Regions from separate parts of the Gossypium hirsutum genome. Here region 1 is linked to region 2. A link is a contact called in public Hi-C data. All regions are on one chromosome and are shown on one strand. Each heading gives the region's core, a stretch centred on a gene start, on an enhancer-like site or on the middle of the called end of the contact. The rest is flanking DNA. Distances are from core to core; before and after follow the strand shown. Region 1 holds the start of LOC107901259 (transmembrane protein 234 homolog). Region 2 holds the start of LOC121218471 (protein tesmin/TSO1-like CXC 5).

Region 1 (3,614 bases), core at 511-3,010, 230 kb before region 2:
AACTACATTATGGTCTCAAGAAAATGCAAACCTCAAATGGAGGGGAAAACAAGTGCAAGTGACCATAAATAGCTATGCATTTCAATGCTCAATTAGATAACCAACAATAAAAAGTCCATGTTTGACTGAAATTGAGAACCACTGCCATATAAGGATATCTGCACAATCAGGAAACAAATTGCCAAGATAATGAGAAATTTCTTAAGAGGGGCCATTCAAATATTTCTGTTTCAGTAATGAATGTTCACCATTTTAAATGCAGCAGTGGAATACCAGAATATTTTAAACATAAACTTGGGCTCACAAGTGAAACAACATCATAAGTTTAGGTTTTAGGTGGCTTCTTGCTTAGCGGGTGAAGCACCAAAAGAGGGATCAATGTGGATCACAATCTTTTAGAATTACTTTCTTCTAACCAGAAAAAAGGTCTTTCTACTGATAAATCACACAAAATCCTCAATATCACCAGCAACATTCTACATTAAGATCATCTTACCCACATTCCCAGTTGAATTCTCCTTCACAATACACACAAAAAGCTTCAAGAATTACTGCTAAAAGAGCAGTCAATATCTTGATTATCATCTGTTACGGAAGCATACAAATCTATTAAAAAAGGAAACCAACAACAAAATAAAAAATAAGTATTTCATTTTCTTCAAGCTAAAGAGAACTTACATATTGAACAATGCCGAACTTGACAACTTGGTAAAACCATCGACCAAGTTTCCATGGTTTTAGGAAATATTTCATAGGAAATGGGTGTTTAAAAAGGAGAACAATATTAACGCCGAAAAATGAAAAGCATTAGAAAATAAAAGGGAGAAGAACAACGCAAAATGAAATAAACATAATTTAGGTTGAAGATTCACCTACTCCCTCTAGTTGATTGAGAAGCATGATTCAGGAAGACGGCTGTATCTTCTTTACCAGTTCCCAGGGACACAACAGTAAAAACTTCACCAGTTTTGCCGGTGGAGAGGAACGGAAAACATGAGATGGAGGGTGCTTTCTGATCGGTGTTCTAAGTCCAATTGTGACGCCAAAGAGAGGTAAAAAAGAGAAGGAGAAGACGGCGAGGAGAGTGGAGAAGAAAGGTAGAAGGAAGAAACAAAAGACGGTGAATTTTGGGTAAGACAGAAGCGTGAATCGGACGGTAAAACAGGGACCAAAACTGAGCGCAAGGAAGGGATTAAAAATCGGTGGATTTTGAGGATTACATTAATGTAATAGACCGTATTAGGCCAATACACTCAACCAAACAATATCTTGAGTGGGGCCCACGATTAGGGGTGTAATGGCTATGCCAATACACCCAACCAAACATGGTGTTATGTTGATATTTTTTTTTCATTCTTTTATGCTGAAATTTTAATTAATTTCTTTTTGCAATTATTTCGTTGATTTTTAAAGTTTGCATTTGAATTAAAAAAGGATAAACTATTAAAATAGTTAATTTTGTTTACTTCAGGTTACATTTTAATAATTTATGTTTGAAATGTTACGTTTTAATCATTTACATTATTGTTTTATTATAAAATAGTCACTCTACCGTTAAGATCTGTTACCTTCTAAACGAACGTTCAATGTGACAGTTAAAAATGGCTTTAAATGACAACATTAGACTACCATTTAGGAGGTAATATATCTTAAAGGTAGAATAACTATTTCGTAACAAAATAATAATATGAATAACTAAAACAAAATTTTTCATACATAAATGACTAATTTGTAAATTGAGATAAATAAAAGTGATTATTTTGATAATTTACCTTAGCCTATTAAACACTAAAACACGTTACCAACATCGGACGCTCTCCAGCCAACAAACATTATCAATGTACAAAGGTACAACTTCAATGTGCAGTAGATACATGTTAAATTGCACAATTATATCCATGGCTTAACATTCTTTTTTTTCCTTCTGTTGCTTTCACTGTCAGAAACAATGATCGGAGACGTAGAGAAAATGTTGGCGGTAGGCCTGATCTGGGGCGCCACTAACGCCGCAATGCGCCGTGGCGCACTCCTTTGGGACCGATATCTCAAGTCCACTCCAAACTCAGGCGACCCACCTCGCAAATTCGACCAAAAGCTCCTCAATTCCTTATCCAATTGGCTAACCCTCCTTTTGTTTTGGCAATATTCGATCCCTTTCTTCATCAACCTCTCCGCCTCCGCCACCTTTTTCGCTATCTTAGGCCAGGCTCCGATTTCGCTCGCCGTCCCCGTCACCAACGCGACCACGTTTGCTGCCACCGCCGTTTTTGGAATCCTATTGGGTGAGGAGACCCGGATCGGTCATGCTCTGTTGGGTACGGGTTTTATTGTTTTGGGTGTTTCGCTTTGTATCACGTGATCTGCATGTGCTTTTCCTTTAGGCCTGTTCTGTTATTGCATTTGGTTGAACACTAAGAGTCATTATTTATTTTACCTTTCCTTTTTGAAGCAAAATCTAGAGCTCAAATATTCATTTGGATGCTAAAGCAAATGAGAATACTGAAAATTAAATTATAAATGTACATGGATACAATGTTGCTTTCATGTGCAATAATCCTATTGAGAATAGTTTTATTCAATCTTCTTTCCTGTGTAAAAATTATTGATGAATGGAATAGAACACAATGAACCGCACAAAATTTACTCAATCAAAATAGTAGGGAAAAAAGCAAACAGAATTTCTGGGATGCATCAAAATTATTGTTGGGTTTATGTAGTAGGAAAAGAAATGGAATTCAAGAACTTTTCAGTCCTTTTAGAATGTAGATGAGGGTCTCTTCATATTGATTGATTGCTGATGATGAGTTAGAACTGCTGTTTAAAACATTCAGGAGGAATCTGTCCATTGAATCTTTTAGTATCTTTGCAGTAGTCATAGATCATGAAGTTTTGTCTGACCCAATTCAATTGACCCATTTGGCTACTGCTCAACTGACTGAAACTAGGGGAAGTCCACCAGTTAGCTGGGGATTTGGTGGCACATTGATTGATACTCACTGGCCCATCCCACTTGCAAGCTCTTGCCCTGAACCTGCGGAATCGGGCAATGAAAGGTGAACTGTTCCAGTCAATCTTGACTAGCCCACCTCTTGTTGCCCAATTGTCCGCATTCCATAAACTGGGAAAGGCAATGCCGTCCTATTTGTAGATATTTGTAGATGATATTTGCAGATATTTCGATTAGATATTTATAGATTCGGACATAATACAAATTTAGAGTGGATATATTTATTATTTGAATCTGTTTTATTTTTTAAAATTTCTATTTGGAGAATACTTTTATACAACTTTAGTAAATTTTTATTAGTGCACATAATAAAATAATTCAAATTTTGTAGCAAATTTACGAATTTAGATTCGGGTTTTACAAAAATTATAGATATCATACTCTTTGTCATCCTCATGTAGGTTTGATAATCAAATTTTTTGAAAGTTTTACTAATACAAATATAGTACATTCACAAGCACAAATGTATGTTTAACCAACTATAGTGTAGAATCACTCAAAACAAAGTACAACATACCAACTATAATCTAAAATCACTCAATACAAAGTACAATGGGCGAATAACCAACAAGCACCAGACAAAATCTACACATGATCTACGCACAAT
Region 2 (3,657 bases), core at 254-2,753:
AGGGAGAGTTGAGGATGTTAAAGAGTTGGGTCAAGGCTTCCTTGGTAGATATGGTTGGGCGAGTTGACATCTTGGTTTGGGTTAAGGGAAGTTTAGTGTTGGCAGCATCATTGCCATTCATTAGAGTGGAGGGGTTGGTGGAGTTGTTGGTAGCATCATTCTGATTCTGAGATATTTTTGTCTACGTTCCTCGCACCAATTGTTGATACCAGATACAACAATAGAGGAGGATAATGAGGAGCAAAGAGGAGATCACGATGGTGCAAAGGAATTCGATTCACCTAAAGAGGCCCAGAGCCAAAATAGAGACAATATGATAGGTTGATTGAGAATATGCTTGGACAAAGTAACTTTATTGTATCTAGGGTTCGATCATTTCTCCATCTTTCTTAACAATATTTATATGATAGGTCCTCTTATCTATTGGTATGACATGGCGGGAGATACATTTAGCCTTGCAAAATGTAGAAAGAATAATCATGTCCGTATATCATGCGACTTTATCAATACGAAGTATTTATGCCTAAATAGACTCCTTAATGTTTTGGAAGTATGTTCACACTAGGGCAGTGTTTTCACTTAAACCTGGGTGGATGGCTTCCTTGAGATAGAACAAATGGTCATACTCAGAGGTACTAAGGTCAAGGTGGTTTGTTGGGATGCTATTTTAGAAGGAATCAACACAAAGGTCAACGATGGGTTTGATGTTGACACATGTTTGAGTGACAGAAGGATATAACATAAATATTTACATGTTTTAAGTAACATTTTCGTATTTTAAGTAATTTTTTCATATATTACGAAGTATTTCTTTAAAGTTTTAAATAGTTTTTTCATGTTTTAATATTTAGTTAATTTTCAATAAGCTTTTCATATTTTAAGTAATATTTTCATGTATTTCAAATTACTTATGAATTTGTTAGAGGTTTCTCATGTTTTAAATAATCATTAGATGTTCAGTAATTTTGTATGTTTTAGGAATAACAGAAGCATTTTCATATTTTAAATAATATTTTGATGTATTACAAATTACTTAATTTTTTATATTTTAAATAATCATTCTATATTTAATTATTGAGAAACATTTGATGTTTTAAATAAATTTGTATATACTATGAATTATTTAGAGTTTTGTGTAATTATTTCATTTTTTTTTAGAATTAAATATTTGGCATTAGCTGTTATTACTATTATTGTTTCAATAGCTCAAATTAATTATTATTTTTTATCCAAAGGGTGATATTTGTAAGAGGTTAGGACAAGCTCATATTAGAGAGCTTGTTTTAGAATTTCCCCCAAATCTCACATTATATCCCCCCGTCACACCCTTTTTAACCCAGGTGCGGAAAACTTTGCGTTTTAATAAGATCCAACGCTCATCAACTCACCACACTCACTCCTATGAATTTGACCCATCAGATTAATTCTTTCAACGTGAACTGTCGGATCCAAAACCCAAAGGCGAATCTCACCGTTCAATAAACACCAAAAAGGAAAATTGAAATTTCAAAACTTAGCAAGAGAGAGGGAGGAGAACCGAAGGGGAGGAAGAGGAGGAAGAAGAACACCAACAAAAGTTAAAAATAAGAGGTGCTTCAACTTTTGTTTCTCTTTTCCTTCTTTGTTTTACAATATCAATGCTTAAAAAACTCTAGCTTTTCTCTTTCTCTCTCTATGCATCGATCGGAATCAAAATCCTCTTGGTTTTTTGGAACTTCTTGGTGGAAATCTCGAGCTTGGTGGAATCGAAGTGCTTTTTCTTGGAATTTTAGGTTTTGGAGATTGTAGATTGGAATTTGGATCTTAAAGTGGTTCAATTCGAGTTTATTTAAGGCAATTTGTGAGATTATTTGGTGGATTTTCAGCTGTGGATATTGGAAAAAGATTGGAATTTGAATAATTTTTTATTTTATTTTTGAATTTTGTGGGAGCTGGAATTGGATGGGGGAAAGAGAAGGAGGTGAGTTCCCGCCAAAAAAGGTGCAATCGGATACGGCAGGTCTTCCGGCCAAGAAGCTTGCGAGGCAGCTGGATTTCACGGCCGGTTTTGGCGGGGGTTCTTCTGGTGGTGTAGTTCTGCCGGAACACCCGCAGTCCACACAAGAGATGGCTGTGGCTTCGTCTTCGGCTGTGGCGGCTGCAGTTACTCAGCAACAGCAGCAGCAACAGATAAAGCCGCAGATGGTGGCGACCTCCCCTGTAGCCGCTGCGCAACCTCCTCCTTTTACTACAGCATCGTCGAGGGTTATGTGAGTTTTTGCAATCAAAATTTGTGATTTTTTTTTCTTTTAGTCTGTTATATTCTTTTGGTGTTTGCTTTGTGGATTAATTCTTTTAATAAAATTAACTCTCTTTTTACTTCTTTTCCTTTTTGGAGATAAGTATAATAAGGACGTCTCGTAACGATTTCCCCTCACGTTTTATTTTTACATGCTTCAAAATTAGCTCTTTAGTTTCAGTTATCTTTTGAATCGAACTCTGGTAAATTTTCTTGGGTTTTTGTATGTCATTGTTTTAAGAAATTAGTGGAAGTTAGTTAGCTTTACTCGAACTTTATTCTTTATCATATTTCTTTCTTGCTTCAGAAAACCCGAATCTCCAAAAGTAAAACCAAGACCTACTGAACTAAAAGATGGTACTCCAAAGAAGCAGAAGCAGTGCAACTGTAAACATTCTCGGTGTCTGAAATTGTAAGTACATTGACTAATATACTCTTTGGGTGTGTATGATCTCTTCCATGATTTAGTGATGCTTTGTGTGGAATTCTATGCAGCTAGAGGAGCTTTAGTTGGTTAGAAATGATTAGGTTTGGACCTTATCTTGTGACCATAATCTTAAGAATGTTTTTGTGCCTATATTTTTGTGCTACTTTAAGAATGTCGCCTATCTGATTAGTCTCAAAGTTTTTTAATCATTTTTTTCTTCTTTCAATTCATTTACAGAATGAAATGTCAAATGAGTTTGGAGGCCATTATGAGAAAAAAATTTCTTGCAAAGTTGAGTTGGATAATAGACGGAAACATTGCCATAAATAGGGAAGTTTAGTATTTCCTATGTGGTGTAGTGTTGTTTCTATCTATTTTAATGGAAAGAACACTGCAACAGAAACTATCAAGTAAATACCCTTTTTGCACTTTTACCAATATTAATTAATGAATAGCTCTTAGAAGCAGGTTGTACAACATTATTTTTATATCATAGCCCCAAGGTCCAAGCTGAATCAACGTTATCTATTTTTCCAGGCTGAGAAGTTGTACTTCCTAGCTTATAAGTTTGTTCTGCATCCATTTCCAAACCCTTTCAATTTAGGTTGGTTTGCCTTGAGCATCCTCAAAACGCAAATAGTGCAAGGTGTAGCAATATTTCCATCTGAACTAATTGCAGATCAGAAATAAGAGGAACTGTTGTAATTGCAGAAATAGGAGGAGCTTGCCTTCACTGTTTAAAAATACACTTCATTCTCTGTCCAACTGTGCCATGCTTCAGTAATGGATGGTTCTGGTGAAAAATTCCTTTAAGCTAGCCTTTCTTCCTACTTACGTTGATCCTCTTCACCATATGCATCTAAATCTATTTTTTAGCTCTATGACAAATGTATAGATGTTTCCAACACACTGATTAGATTCAGAGTTCATGTATGTTCTAATTGTTGAGAAG

What was found. Hi-C and Micro-C count contacts between places; a contact is called where the count stands out from the background.
Region 1: a contact with region 2 is called in a Hi-C map of leaf, with 2.1 times the contacts expected there. The contact joins the promoter of LOC107901259 here to the promoter of LOC121218471 in region 2. A contact is called at or near these places in 3 of 34 Hi-C or Micro-C datasets (callus and leaf).

What each region holds. Positions count from the first base shown.
Region 1 is chrD06:11,494,548-11,498,161 of Gossypium_hirsutum_v2.1, reverse strand. LOC107901259 (transmembrane protein 234 homolog) reads left to right here and starts at 1,760. Exons shown (of 2, transcript XM_016827188.2): 1 at 1,760-1,848; 2 at 1,944-2,648. The coding sequence starts at 1,839. The coding sequence ends at 2,359. It overlaps LOC107901260, which reads right to left and starts at 1,291. Exons shown (of 6, transcript XR_005914682.1): 1 at 679-1,291; 2 at 497-585; 3 at 32-158.
Region 2 is chrD06:11,265,228-11,268,884 of Gossypium_hirsutum_v2.1, reverse strand. It overlaps LOC121218471 (protein tesmin/TSO1-like CXC 5), which reads left to right and starts at 1,503. Exons shown (of 8, transcript XM_041095661.1): 1 at 1,503-2,249; 2 at 2,586-2,690. The coding sequence starts at 1,942.